3 separate regions of the Mus musculus genome follow, and regions 1 and 3 are each linked to region 2. Evidence: chromatin contacts called from public promoter capture Hi-C data. All regions are on one chromosome and are shown on one strand. Each heading gives the region's core, a stretch centred on a gene start, on an enhancer-like site or on the middle of the called end of the contact. The rest is flanking DNA. Distances are from core to core; before and after follow the strand shown. Region 1 holds the start of Art4 (ADP-ribosyltransferase 4). Region 2 holds the start of Borcs5 (BLOC-1 related complex subunit 5). Region 3 holds the start of H4f16 (H4 histone 16).

Region 1 (5,082 bases), core at 1,974-4,473, 2.2 Mb before region 2:
ACCTCCACAGGCACCAGGCACACATGTGGCAAACAGATACATGAAAGCAAAACATTCATCCAATAAAAATGAAGATAAAAGGTTCTAAATGTCTCTACTCCTGACTCTCTTGCAGGCTGAGAAAACAAGCATAAAGCCAAACAGAAGAGGTGCCCAGCAGAGTCTCTCACGAAAGCAGGAGTCTGACCTCGCTAACCTTCCTGAGTCTGTGAGGCCCAGCAAGATGTCTCACCTTAAAGCTAGCTTAGCCAGTGTGTGAATGAGTGAGGAGCACGGTGGTAACGCTCAGATTCTAACTCCAGTTCTTGCCATGCCTCCAATACCCAGGAGCAGCTGGTAATGGGGAATCTAAGAATTTCAAACATCTTAAGAGGCCATTTCAAACATCGCTGGTGGCTGCCATTAAACCTAAATATACACATTCATATCTCAGCGGTCAGTTCTCTCGATTATGTCTTCAAGCATACAGAAAACACACTCAGGCTCGTGCTGCAAGCATGTCCGAGAGTTAGCAACGATAGTCCAAAACGGAACATTAAAGGGAAGGCACTCAGTGGTCCCTTAGCAGGAGCACCTAATGAAAGACTATTATACAACCGCAAAACCTAAGTCCTGCATGTCGGCCTCAAGGGCATTACGCTGAGTGGGGAAAGGTTAAAAAACATCAACACCCTGTGTGCTTTGTTTATCCAATATCCTTCAAGTGACAAATCTGCAGGGGCAATGGGAAAACAGTTATTTCTAGAGATTAGGGGTGGCAGGGAGGAGAGAGAAGCCATGACTCCTAGAGGTCACAAGGTCACGATTAGGTTTATGTAGTGATATGTAGTTTTCCATTTTTCTTATATTTTATTTATTTGTCTATTTATTTGTGTGTGAGAGAGAGGGTGTTCTGCCTGCTTGCAAGTCTACGCAGCACATGTGTACCTTTTGTCTGTGGAGACTGGATGAGGATATAAGACCCCCTGTAGCTGGAGTTACAGTTCACTGTGAGCTGCCGTGTGGGTGCTGGGAGTCAAACCCAGCTCCTCTGTGAGGGTGGCAAACCGTCTTACCCACTGAGCCATCTCTCCAGCCCCTGGATTTACATCTTTATAGTGGCCGAGTGCGTCTCCTAAAGGCTCTGCAAGTGATGAAAGGCGACAGACGTGCACACGTTCCATTCCACCAGAATCTGTCTCCTGGCTGTCATACTGTGTCATGGTTCATGAGACACAGCTACAGGAAAGAACTGTGTGTGGCAGAGCACACAGGCTTCACTGTGCCGGGTCAAATCCATGGCCAGTTCAAATTGCTGTTAGGTTAAAGGTAAGTTTAAGACTTACAGAGCCGCTGGCTGTGGCGACAAACACCTTTAATCAGAGCACTCAGGGAGCAGGGGCAGCATATCTCTGTAACACTGAGGCCAGTCTACACAAACTGTTCCAGGCTAGCCAAGGCTACAGAGTTAGACTCGGTCACAAAGAAGGGGGGAGGGAGGAAGAAGAAAAGAAGGGAAGAAAGAGAAAAATGAACCACAGAGTAAAATCTTATTTAAAAGCCATTTTTAAAGTCCATTAAGAAACTGGCTGAGTTTCACCTCCTCGCGGTACATTCTCTATGCTTGCCCTTGCCTAATCCTCGCTAGTTCCGATGTCTCCACCTATGCACCTATTCTGATCCTGAGCAGCTAGTCAATTTTGTCAAGTATTAGGTATTAGTGGGAAACAGTAAACATGGCTTTATCTTAAGTTTGGAGCTCTTGAGCACATCTGTAATCCCAGCACTCCTGAGACAGGGACAGAGAATCAAGAATTCAAGGCAAGTTCGAGCTACACACACACACACACACACACACACACACACACACACACACACACACATTAATAGTAAATGTTACAGTGCTGGCTGCTGATGCAGCTGCATTGGTCGAGTGCTTGTCTAGCATAAAGGCCTGGCAGTCTGACCCCCCAGTACCATAGAAACAGGTTATGATGGCTTACCCCTGCTATTCCAGTACCCAGGAGATAGAGACAGAGGATCAAAGATTGAGTGTCAGCCTCAGTTCCATATTGAGTTCAAAACCAGCCTCGGATATATGAGACACTATCTTGAAAAAAACCCTTGAAAAATTAATCATTAGGGCTGGAAAGACGGCTCTGCTGGGAAGGCACTGGCCATGCAGCTCACAGGAACTCATCAGGCAGAGCAACAACAGAACAAACGCAGCACGCGCCTGCAGTCCTAGTATGGGGACGCAGACACGGGGCTTCTCAATCCACTACCAAATCTGTGAGCTCCAGGTTCACTGAAAGCCCGGATCAAAAACTAAGGTGGAGAGTGAGGGGTAGGAAGACACTCAAGTTGAACACACACACAAGCACACACACACACACACACACTTGTGAGAAACAAACAAATAAATAAATAAAACATTAATGGGAAACAAACAGTATACAAAGTCTTGTGATTTCACTTCTGCTCTGTGTGTGTGTGTGTGTGTGTGTGTGTGTGTGTGTGTGTGTGTTGTGGGTATAAAGCCAAAATGTAAATCAAAATAGTGGCTTTCTCCAAGCAATCATTTTGAATAATTAGCGTTCCTTCTTTTATGCTTCTATGACTTGGGAAACTTCAGACAGACCAATATTTAACGTGGTAAAAAGAAAGCAGGACCACAATTCCCAAGAACGGAATTTGGTTCTTGTCACAGTTAGATAAGAGGCAGGGAACATAAACAACGTCTGCGAGCCAGCAGACTCTGAAAGGTCGGGAGTAGTGGAAGGACAGCCAGACTTGAGCAGGAAATGTGGTTAACAGTGGAAAGTCGGACTTAACTCCTGCCTGCGGGCCTCATTGCAGATTACAATAGATAGAAAACCTGAAGCTCTCAAAAGAAATAAACATTCAAAGCTGTGACTCCAACAGCCCCCGTCTCTGAACGGGGATGTTTCAAACACACCGTGGAGAGGCAGCAAAGAACACACAACATTAAAAGCCTGTGCTGCTGGAGGGCAATCATTCCAGGGCAGGGCTATCAGCACTGCCAGATGAGCCTGACACAGGTCCACCTTAAGATCGCATCTCCCCAGCTGCGCTTCATGTGCCACTGCAGTGGCTCACAGGGAAAGCCTGGGGCTGCAGATAATGGGACTTGGCCCGAGTACTCCTGGAGCATGCCTTTTCTTGTCGATCTGGGAAAGGCAAGGCTGAACTGCACAGCCTGACCCTGAACAGACCCTTGGCATTCCCCTGCATGCCGACTAGACAGAGAGACGGTTTTTGCCTTCTTTACACTGAAAACCATTCTGTGCCGCGCACATCTGGCCCTTTCGCGGAGACTTCAACACTGCAAAGGCGCTAGACTTCTACCTTGGAGGAAACTGTCGGTTGTTGAGGTTGTTGATATTCAACAGAAGTCACAGTTGCGGCAGGAGCAGAACCTCAGACACAGCCGGAAAAGAAAATGCCAAAGGAGGACTCTAGAGCGTATTCTGGGACGAGGCTTTCAGAATAAAGAAGTGTTGCTGACACAAACCACCAAGCTGCCCACTGACCAGTAGATCTAAGAGAACGTGTCTACCAAGTGCTACAGACAGGAGGATGGCGCTGTGGCTTCCAGGAGGGCAGCTCACCCTGCTGCTACTGCTCTGGGTCCAGCAGACACCCGCGGGGAGCACTGAGGTAGGGGCTATCGAAAAGTTGGTCTCTCATGATCAACGATGCACCAACAGGCTATTCACCTGGGGGCCACCTAATTGCTAAGAACTTAGCCACTGGCAATCTAAGAATAAACAATGTTAGTAAAGAGTGACAGGGAAAATTGCTATAAAAATTAAAAATTTTTAAGTCATAAATCTGGCATAATTGATGTGAGTGCCATTGAGTTATTTTCCCGATTCTTTTAAGTATTAAAGCAATGATTCCACCGGGGCAATAATGTAGACTAACCTGTTTAACTCAAAACCGCTTTATACAGATAGCACACATTTGGAGTATCCTAATTTTAAATATCTATAAACTAAAAATAAGCTAATGATAATGGGTGACACAGGAAACATTTGAGATCTGGAGACATGTTAAAAATGTGTCAGAGTTCATTTTGATATTTGACAGAATGTGATTCTTGGCTTGGATTAATGGAAGCTTGTTTTAAAATCTGGTGCACTGGTTCACATCATCCAATCAGTCTGTAAAATTGACTCTAGATTGTATGTAACTAGACAGCATGACATCATAAATCACACGGTTAAAATACCAAACCGTGTGTTCTCTAGCTCCGCCCCCAACAACGCTGGCCTTGGGCAGAATCTTGCCTTTTGGTGAGTGCTGCTCATGAGAAAAGCATCGTTGTTTTGCCCAGAAATGGTTGAGTGTAGGTGATGCTGATACAGTTCTCACTAACGAGCTGACCGAAGCCAGGGAGCCTCCTTTCGGCACCCTCTAGACAACATTCAACTGTTTCCCCACCTCCAAGAGGGGTGTACTTTCCAGCCCCTCGCTCACCAAGAGGAGGTGCTCCCAGGCACGGCCCCACTGCTCCCCTGAAACGCTGTTTCTCGAGCTTTGGAAGCGCAGCTGCATGCACGGGTTCTGCCCTGCTCTCCACCCTGGAGCCTGGCTAGTCTTATGTCTGTGGCATAAGTGCTTCTCCCCCAAGACAAGCTGTTACCTGAGAGGTCTCAGTCCTGCACTGCCAGTAGCTGGAGAGACAAGTCTGACAGGCTCTGGAATTTACTCTTAGTCCAACTTTCCACCAGATCCAGAGGTGTGTGTGCACCCGGGGGCTAATTGAGGAAGAAGGTGACACTTCAGCTTCCTTGTTTGCTTTAGGTTTTTTCCCCTCCTTTTTGTCCTAGAATCTAAGTCAGCAAGAAGGTTTTTATTTACAGAAGTCTCTCTTGGAAAACCTAACGCTAGATGTACGATAGGGTGGCTGGAAAGATGGCTTGGTGGTTAACGGGGCTTGATGCACAAGGGTGAGGACCTGAGTTCGGGTCCCCAGAATGCACATAAAACCCAGGAGTGGAGGAATGCACATCTGGAAGCCTAGCTTGGGCAGTGAGAAAAAGTTGCAGAGACGGGCCGATCCCTGTTGCTCCAGAG
Region 2 (4,673 bases), core at 621-3,120:
TAAGTCTATACCTAAGGCTTCAGGGAGCTTGGTGCAGCATTTGTGCACGGAGGACAGAAACCATCAATAGGAACCATTCAGAAAATGGGAGCATTGCTTCCGGGGCATGTCAATGTAAACCTACAAGGAGTCTCTAGAACAAGATATCCTCTTACCCAAATAATTTCCTGGCTGGAACAAGAATGAATCCCTAAGCTGTCTTATTCTTGAAAGTTCTGGTAAACAGTAAACACACTCAGGCCCATCCGTCTGTCCTGAGGATAAATACCACAGAACTACTCCATCTTCCAGGAGCGAGCTTCTCCTGGTGCCTCACCGTGCTGGGGTGGGAGTGGGGGACAGATGACAACAACGATGGACCTCTGCCGCTTTTATTGCTTTTTCAGGAAAAGTTTATCTTGGCTTTGTCATTTATCTGACACTTTACAAAAGCAGTACCAGTCTTTTCTGCAACAAATTACACGATTCCTCCAGACTCAAAGGAAAAGGGACTTCAAAGCAGTTAGGCATTATTTATGCATAAAATTGGTAAAGATGTGGGCAAAAATGGGTATACTATAAACATTATCCTGGCACGGGATGTGTACGTTCTATCAGAAATGAGCCTATGCTCATTTCTATGGTTCCCGGATGAGCAACTGTCTGATAGGATGCTACACTACTTCCCCTAAAGTGTGCTTCTGGCCTGATACAGAAAAAAAAAAAGTATGAGATGAGCCATTTTTGCGGGTTTCTTAAAAACAGACGTGATACTCTAGGCCTTCCAAGGAATGAAAACATAACAAAGCTAGTAGCTGCAAGCCCCTGACTGCAGGTCTTGAAGGAACGCCCTTCAGCATGAATCATCTGTTAGCTTCCACATTTCTAAGTTGCAAAGATTACCAAGTAGAGAGCCACTCTGAGACTCTTTGGCTATGAGAGAGTTTAACTAATTAGGCTTGTAACCCTTGAGCCTATCGAGGGCCCTCTCAGAGGTTACCTAAGTAACAACAAAAGGACCAAATGGTTTTCAATTGCCAGCTGTTTTATTGAGCACTTACTACAGGTACAGGACAAAACCCTTCCAAATCCTACCCCAAATGCTAAGAGACGTCTAAAAAATGTGAACAGAAGATACACGAGAGACTGCCTGCCACCTGGCCAACTTATTTTTAAAATTATTAAAACAAAACAAAACAAAAAACCGATACCTGAGTGGCCAGAGAGCGGTGCCTGGAAATATTTGCACCCAAACACTGAGAGTGACCGCCCAGTGCTCACAGGACCCTTCTGAAAAGGTTCCTCGACACCCCGATTTTCAGAAAACCTGATCTTGGAGGACTCGGGTATGATCGATCCAGTGTGACCCAAGTCTCCACGTCAGTGTGGAGTCCAGGAACCGAACACTAAGTAGGTCGTCTTTTAGAAATTAGAGTGAAGCCGGGCAAGCCGGTTTAGGGGACTAGGACTGGGGCGGGAGGCCACGCTTTTTTTGTGTTAGGGAACACAGAGGGCCTGCACCGGGGCGGTCGGCTTCGCCAGCAACACCGGTGCGGGGAGGTGAGGCACCGACCTGAGGCGTTCAGATCGCCGGGGCGGCTCTCGGCCTCCGCGCTCTGCTCGCTGCCCATGGCCCCTGCAGCGGAGGGACACCGGGGCAGAGGCTAGGGAGAGCGGGGAGACCCCGCTGGGCCACAGACACTTGGAGAGGCGCCGCTGGAAAGCACGCCGCTCGCGTTGACAGGAGGCTCGGGACGCCGGCAGGGCTGCAGCCGCGACCGGCGGGCGGCGCTGCTGTCATTCACTGGCTCGGTGGCTTCAGCTCGCTCCTTCCGGGACGCCGATTGGCCGGGCCGGCAATGCGCGGCCTTCAGTTCCGGGTTTGGAGGTCCCGCCTCCAAACCCGAGGGGTGGGGCGGGGCAAGAGACGCGCGCTGGAGGCTGGGGCGGCGCTGCCTTAAAGGGCTAGGCTTCCCCAAGGCCAAAGATGTCCAAAAGATAAAGCCTTTTCCTACCCCCGAAGACACATTAATTACCTTTGAGCAACACATATTAAGAACCATAATGCTGGGGCTGGAGAGATGGCTCAACGGTTAAGAGCACTGACTGCTCTTCCGAAAGTCCTGAGTTCAATTCCCAGCGACCAAATGGTGGCTCACAACCATCTGTAATGGGATCTGATGCCCTCTTCTGGTGCGTTTGAAGACAGCTGTAGTGTACTCATATACATAAAAATCAATTAATAAATAAATCTTTTTAAAAAAAAAAAAAAAGAACTGTAATGCTGGTTATCTTCAAACGACTTTACAGAATGGTCTGGGTTTTTGTTTTTGAGATAGAAGTTCACTCTGTATGACCCTGGTGACCTCGAATTCTCGATCCTGGCTCAATCAACAGAAGTGCTGGGTTACAGGGTAAACCACCACCATGTCAGGCAAAAATCGGTATTTTTACACCTATTTTACCAATGAGGAAGAAAGGTAGTCTGTAGCCCTCAAATTTCAATTCACACTAGTACAGAAGCAGAGTTCTTTTCTAAACTTTGAAAGCAGGGAGTTTTGTAGTAGGAGGCCATACAGGAAATGCCAAGACTGTGTGTGTGTGTGTTTTAAGGAGTTAGAAATAAGTAAGAAATTGTTAGAATATGCTGTTTTATTGACAGATCACTATGGAACTACCAGAAGCCAGGAAGATAAACAGCTAATACAAAAAAAGGAAACTGCTTATCTGAGCCAATCTCATATAGATGGGTAGTAACCCAATGCCTTATAGGGATTCTCTCATCTGTTTCAAGATATTACAAGCAGCTTGGCTTTATGATGTATGCCTGTGTTGCTAAAATTCCTTCCTTGGGGGAGATATAAATACATCTATACCCTTCTACAGTCTCAACTACCACCGAAGTTCAATCCCTTTAAAATATCTAATATCTTGAAATTCAAAGTCTTTTTACAATTCAGTCTCCTATCTGTGGGCTCCACTAAAATACTTTCATACTTCAAGAGGGAAAAATACCAGGGCATAGTCACAATCAAAAGCAAAATCAAACTCTGACTATCCAATGTCTGGGATCCACTCTCGATGCTCTGGGCTCCTCCAAGGGCTTGTGTTACTTCTCCAGCTCAGCCCTTTGTAGCACCCACCTTGTTTTCTAGGCTCCAGATGCCTGTACACCAGTGTTGCTGTTCTCAGTGGTACTGGCATCTCCAAAACACTGCTGTTTTCTGCTACAACTGGACTGCACTTTCACTCTCATAGGCTCTTTTCATGGTGCTAAGCTTCAACTTCTCTGCATGACCCCTTTAGTCCTGGGCCTTCAACTGCCACTGTGGCTGCACCTTCACCAGTGACCTCTCCTGGCCTCTCACAGAGCCAAGCATCAGCTGCTACCCCTTCATGTTTCAAAACCAGTACCACCTGGGTGACTCTTATACATTACCAAGTATGGGTCCTACATGAGGCACAACTGTGGTTGTCTCCAGAACACAGCTTCTGTGCTCTCAGAAAACACCTTCCAGAAGATGTCACCTCAGTGATGCTGGCCTCTTCTTTATCACCGCTAATTTCGTAGCTCCAGCTAACCAGCATCAATTGCCCCAGTAATGCAAAGGTTTCGCTTTAGTAGTCCTGGTATCTTGTTAACCACAGCTGATCCTTCAGCTCCAGCTAACCAAAACCACAGAATCTTCACAATCAAAGTAGCAACAGCCCTGGTAAGATTCTTTAATATCGCTGGGCATTGGTGGCACATGCCTTTAATCCCAGCACTTGGGAGGTAGAGGCAGGCAGATTTCTGAGTTCGAGGCCAGCCTGGTCTACAGAGTGAGTTCCAGGACAGCTAGGACTACACAGAGAAACCCTGTCTTGAAAAAACAAACAAACAAACAAACAATAAAAGATTCTTTAATATCCCTCTGAAGTTTCACAAGCCAGGCCTCCATTTTCTGCACTGTTCTCAACATTATCTTCCAAGCTCCTACACAACATCCCACAGAGCTCTTAAAAACCAATGCTCTTCTAGCTCAAAGTTCCAAAGTTCTTCCACAGTCCTCCCCAAAACATGGTCAGGTTGTCACAGGAATACCCCACTATGCTGGTACCTGTTGGGAGCGACCGTGTTTGAATGTTAACTGCCTTGTTAGCCATAAGTGCTTACTTACAAAGTCTTGGCCTTAGTGGAAAAGCACTAGCTTAGTTTAGATTTCTGTGGGAAAAAGTTGAGGCCTCTATGGAAACTACTACCCCCAGTTAAGAACAAATAGCTGTAGATCTTGTGGACAGGTACCTTGCAACCCATTCTGTTCTGTTCCTCCTGCTGAACTTTTTACCTAGCCAATAGCCTGCTTTTGGGAACAGGTGCGTTCTCCCAGAAACAAAGCAATTCTGCGAAATCCCCCTCCCCATACCCTGCTTCTGTGGGCATAAAATCTGCCTGGGAACAATAAAAATTTGACAGCTTGATCAATCAGACTTGCTGTCAGTCCTTGTGCTTCTCACCTCTCGTTCTCTCCATAGGTGGTTCCCCAGACCCTGGTCGACTGTCCCAAAGGCCGGGACAGGTACCAATTTGTCCTAGTCAGGGTTTGTATTTCTGCACAAATATCATGACCAAAAGCAAGTTGGGGAGGAAATGGTTTATTCAGCTTACACTTCCATTTTGCTGTTCTTCACCAAAGGAAGTCAGGACTGGAACT
Region 3 (4,845 bases), core at 477-2,976, 2.2 Mb before region 2:
CCCACCTAGCCTGAGCTACATAGGATCCTGTCCCAAGATACAAAATATTAAACACACACAGAGAAAAACCAACCCCATGTACTTCTATCTATGTACATCTTTATTTCCTAGCACAGTAATGAGCTAACCAGGAGCTGGGGTCCCCCATACACCTTTGGATCTGAACAATATACTCCACCATCAAGGAGGTATCCCGGAGCCAACTTCCTCAGAATCCTGGCTGTACCACCTAACAGCTGACTTTCATATACTATCTAATGCTCCTAAGCATTCGATAGGTTATATATTCTAAGTCAATGTGTATGGAAACCTCTGGTGCAGTTTTGGGGAAGAAAGCTCTAGAATATCTTCTGTAAACCATCTTAAATGTATGTTTATGGAAAGGTCTCTTTGCTTTCTTTTTGCTTTTCTCTCTTTTTTTTGTGTGTGTTGTTGTTGATTGTTTGTTTGTTTGTTGACACACAGTTTTACAAATTTGAATAAGTATTCTGGCAGCAGCTTTCATTTTGGTAAGAATTCTGAAGAGCAAGGGATTTAAAATCATGAGGTAAAATTCAATGATTAAGGCTTCTTCCCCCTCCAGCTATCCTAGAGCTCAATCTCTAAGAGACAGGGAGGGGACAAACAAATGAAATGCTGTTTGAGTTGTGGAACTAATGGGAATTGTAAAGTACTACAAACTAAACGCATTTATCCTGCTGCCTTTTTCTTTTTTTTTAAGATTTATTTATTTATTATATGTAAGTACACTGTAGCTATCTTCAGACACACCAGAAGAGGGCATCAGTTCTCATTACAGGTGGTTGTGAGCCACCATGTGGTTGCTGGAATTTGAACTCAGGACCTTCAGAAGAGCAGTCAGTGCTCTTCACCACTGAGCCATCTCTCCAGCCCAAAACCTGCTGTCTTTAAAAACGAAACAAACTTAAGGACAGTCCTGTTATTCGGAGTCATGCTTTTGACTTCTGGTACTTTACAAGCTATTTGAGTGGGGAGGAGGGGAAATGTATTTGAGTCTGTCTAGCCTAGGCTGGCCCCAGCTCTTGGCAATCCTGCCTCAGCCTCCGGAGAGCCTAAATTACAGATGTGAGTCACCAGGTCTCTTTTAAACGCAAGCAACAAGGACCTCGGATCTAAATGACAAGTTACAATAGTTCAGCTAAGTAACTATAGGAACAATTGGCTGAAAAGCGAATACCAATGTGTTTGCAATGCAGGAGCAGAAAATCCATACACTGCAGAAACAGTTGAAACCAAATAGGAAGTGGGAACTAGCATAATTTTCTTATCGTGGCCACAAAAGAAAGGCACTAAAACACTTCTATCCCCTCAAAAGACTCTCTCGTGAAAATGTAAACTGCTTCGGTATAAGACCTAGTAAGCTAGATTTCTATTGCTAGCTTCTTTTCATTTTCACATTAAAGTTGTGTAAAAACAAGCATGCTGCTTAGAAAATACCGAATCAGCGTGCACTGAAGATAACAAGCATGATGCGCCGTTTTTATTTGTGCTAAAAAAAAAAAAGAGGAGAAATAGATTGTTACCTTATATTATTTAAACTTTCAAATGTGCTAGGGTTCCTGGAATTTGGAGAGGGAACCGAAAGGGTTTTATGGTTCTTGGGAGACAGCAGAGCACAAAGAGCCAGGGGGTGGAGTCTAGAGCTCCGCCCACTCCTTGCTGTTTTCAATCAGGTCCGCTCCCAGGAAATATAAGCTCTTGCTCGGCGGCGGATTACTGTAGTTTCTCCTGTCTCTTTATTAGGTTGTTTACTAATATGTCAGGACGAGGAAAAGGCGGCAAGGGTCTGGGGAAAGGTGGCGCCAAGCGACACCGCAAGGTTCTCCGCGACAACATCCAGGGCATTACCAAGCCCGCTATCCGGCGGTTGGCTCGGCGTGGCGGCGTGAAGCGCATCTCGGGTCTCATCTACGAGGAGACTCGCGGTGTCCTCAAGGTTTTCCTTGAGAATGTGATCCGCGACGCCGTCACCTACACCGAGCACGCCAAGCGCAAGACGGTTACGGCTATGGACGTGGTGTACGCGCTCAAGCGCCAGGGCCGCACTCTGTACGGCTTCGGCGGCTAAGCGAGCCCTCCTGTGCCTAGGCCGTTCCCTTGGCCGGCTTCCCCCATCCACAAAGGCCCTTTTCAGGGCCCACAAAGCATCAGAAAGGAGCTGTGGACATTTGTAGTTCTCACTAGTTATGAGCGTCTCATTACTTTTTGTATTTGGTATGCTTTGTCTTGTATGCAAATTGAGCTGCCTGGGTGCACTTTTTCATTGGAGGACTTGGGCTGGTGGCCCCGCCTACCGCCTGGGACCTGCTCAGAATGCTTGCGGAGTGGTCTGCGTGAATGAGTTTTTTTAGGTGTCTGTTGAGTTGACAGCCCCAGAGTGCTAGGGTGCAGCCTCTGCGGACGCTCTAAAAAGGGGAAAAAAGCTCCTGTAGAGACAGTGGACCTGAATGAGGGCAGGTGTGGAGGCTTGGAACCCCACAATAAAGTCACCCTGTAGCTTAAACTTGGCTTTCTCAGCTGTAGCTGTTTCTCTGCCTTAAGCACGTGGGTTTGGGGGAAGAGGAGCACTCGGATGTCTACCATTTAGTTCAGGCTGGTATAAGTCTTTCGGTGGTCCTTCTGTTTCAGCTTCCACAGACCATATGTGTCTCATTTAAGTCTTCAGAGTAGGTTAGTCACAGCCCTTGCTGCTCCTTCAAAGTACTTGTATTCGATGCTCCATACCCAGATGGGTTTAACTCTGGATCCAGGAAGTCGCTTCCTTAGGCCCCTGGACTCAGGTCTGCTTACCGGCTTTCTGTACACATTACTCAAAACGGTAGTTTTGTTTTTCAGATCTCTAGGTTTTTACATCTGATGTTTACGGGTCTTCTCACTGGCTGAAGAAATAGGAGACTGTTCCTACAGTTCCTGGAGCAGGAACCTGGCATTTCATTAAGATATGGTTATCTCGTGTTCAATGCTTTCTGTGTGGCAGAAACTTGGTGCGGTCTTTCAGCAGATTTATTTTAAGTGTTGATAGTGAGTACAGCTGTGGATGAGACAACGAAGGCTAAAATTTTGGAGCCTAGATTTGAACTCTGCTCTGTGCGATTTTACACAACCTCGTTTTATGTGCCACTGGTGTTTTTGTTTGTTTGTTTGTTTTGTTTTGTTTTGTTTTTTGTTTTTGCGAGAGTCTTCTCTGCCCCTGTGGGCTGACACTTCACTTCTAGAGTCTGAGCATACATAACACTGATACCATTAGTCTAGTGAACTCATTTTCTTAAAGCAAGTGAAAAATGAGATGTTTATTTTTCTGTCTTGAGAAATATTTCAGTTACAGTTATATGGTTTTTATTTTCTTATAAAGTCACATGTTCTATCAAACTATGAAACACAAAATGTAATAATAATGATTATCACCCCTCTTTTAATCTGAGTTTTGATTATTTGAGATAATCAAACATCTATAACTATTACTAGCAAAAAGAAATGAAACAAAAAAATGAAACTTAAATATCATTTATTATTACACAAATAACAACAGCAACAAAAGTATTTGTGCATTCACTGTGGAAATCATTTCTCTCAAAAGGCTTAAATTAGAAACTGCCATGTCACCTGCCCGGATGGAAAGTTACTTAGTGGTAAGAAAAACAGAAATCTTACACTGACAAGATGATGGACGGGACAGAAATCACTATATTAAGCAAAATTGTGTGGGAAGCCGCCCTCACATTTGCCATTATAAGATGGCGCTGACAGCTGTGTTCTAAGTGGTAAACATAATCTGCACACGTGCAGGGGCAGTTTTCCCGCCATGTGTTCTGCCTTTCTCGTGATGACAACTGGGCCGATGGGCTGCAGCCAATCAGGGAGTAATACGTCCTAGGCGGAGGATAATTCTCCTTAAAAGGGACGGGGTTTTGCCATTCTTGTTCTTTCTCTTGCTTTCTTGTTCTTGTTCTTTTTCTTGCTCTTGTTCTTTTTCTTTCTCTTGCTTTCTTGTTCTTTTTCTCTCTCTTGCTTTCTTGTTCTTTCTCTTGCTTTCTTGTTCTTGTTCTTTTTCTTGCTCTTGCTTTTTCTCTCTCTTGTTCTTGCTTTTTCTCTCTCTTGTTCTTGCTTTTTCTCTCTCTTGTTCTTGCTTTTTCTCTCTCTTGTTCTTGCTTTTTCTCTCTCTTGTTCTTGCTTTTTCTCTCTCTTGTTCTTGCTTTTTCTCTCTCTTGTTCTTGCTTTTTCTCTCTCTTGTTCTTGCTTTTTCTCTCTCTTGCTTTCTTGTTCTTTTTCTTTCTCTCTCTTGCTCTCTTGCACTCTGGCTCCTGAAGATGTAAGCAATAAAGTTTTGCCGCAGAAGATTCCGGTTTGTTGCGTCTTTCCTGGCCGGTCGCGAACGCGTGTAAGAAAATTGGACTCTGAAAGATTAAAAAAACAAAAAGCAAAAGAAATGTGTTTTCTTCGATGTAGAGTTGTGTGTGTGTGCATGTGTTGTGTGTGTGTGCATGTGTTGTGTGTGCCTGTGTTGTGTGTGCATGTGTTGTGTGTGCATGTGTATGTGAGTCATGAAACTACAAAGAAGATGCTAGAGGAGATGAAATAAATACACACAGCCAGAAAGCAGAAGCCCCTTGAAGCCGGTTGACTAAGTGTGAGAAAGAACAAAACCGGCCAGGCATAAGGCAGGAGAGAGAGGAGGCCATTTCATAGAGTAAAGTGTGATGAATGGTCTGCGTGTGAAAACGCCTTCATGAGGTGCATTCCTAACATTTATCATGTCTTTGTCACCTTTCCTTCATGGTCGTCTTTGCATGGCAGAAATCATGGCCATACAGTGCTCAGTGATAA

Evidence for each region. Promoter capture Hi-C pulls out the DNA fragments that hold promoters and counts their contacts. Capture Hi-C pulls out chosen DNA fragments and counts their contacts.
Region 1: a contact with region 2 is called in a promoter capture Hi-C map of pre-B cells, with 2.4 times the contacts expected there. The contact joins the promoter of Art4 here to the promoter of Borcs5 in region 2.
Region 3: a promoter capture Hi-C map of adipose tissue shows a contact between it and region 2, with 2.7 times the contacts expected there. The contact joins the promoter of H4f16 here to the promoter of Borcs5 in region 2. A contact is called at or near these places in 1 of 39 promoter capture datasets (pre-B cells) and 1 of 9 other capture datasets (adipose tissue).

Annotation. Positions count from the first base shown.
Region 1 is chr6:136,855,741-136,860,822 of GRCm38.p6, reverse strand. It overlaps Art4 (ADP-ribosyltransferase 4), which reads left to right and starts at 3,223. Exons shown (of 3, transcript NM_026639.2): 1 at 3,223-3,660. The coding sequence starts at 3,580.
Region 2 is chr6:134,638,137-134,642,809 of GRCm38.p6, reverse strand. It overlaps Borcs5 (BLOC-1 related complex subunit 5), which reads right to left and starts at 1,870. Exons shown (of 4, transcript NM_026371.3): 1 at 1,553-1,870. The coding sequence starts at 1,610.
Region 3 is chr6:136,801,312-136,806,156 of GRCm38.p6, reverse strand. H4f16 (H4 histone 16) reads left to right here and starts at 1,726. Exons shown (of 1, transcript NM_175652.3): 1 at 1,726-2,164. The coding sequence starts at 1,778. The coding sequence ends at 2,089.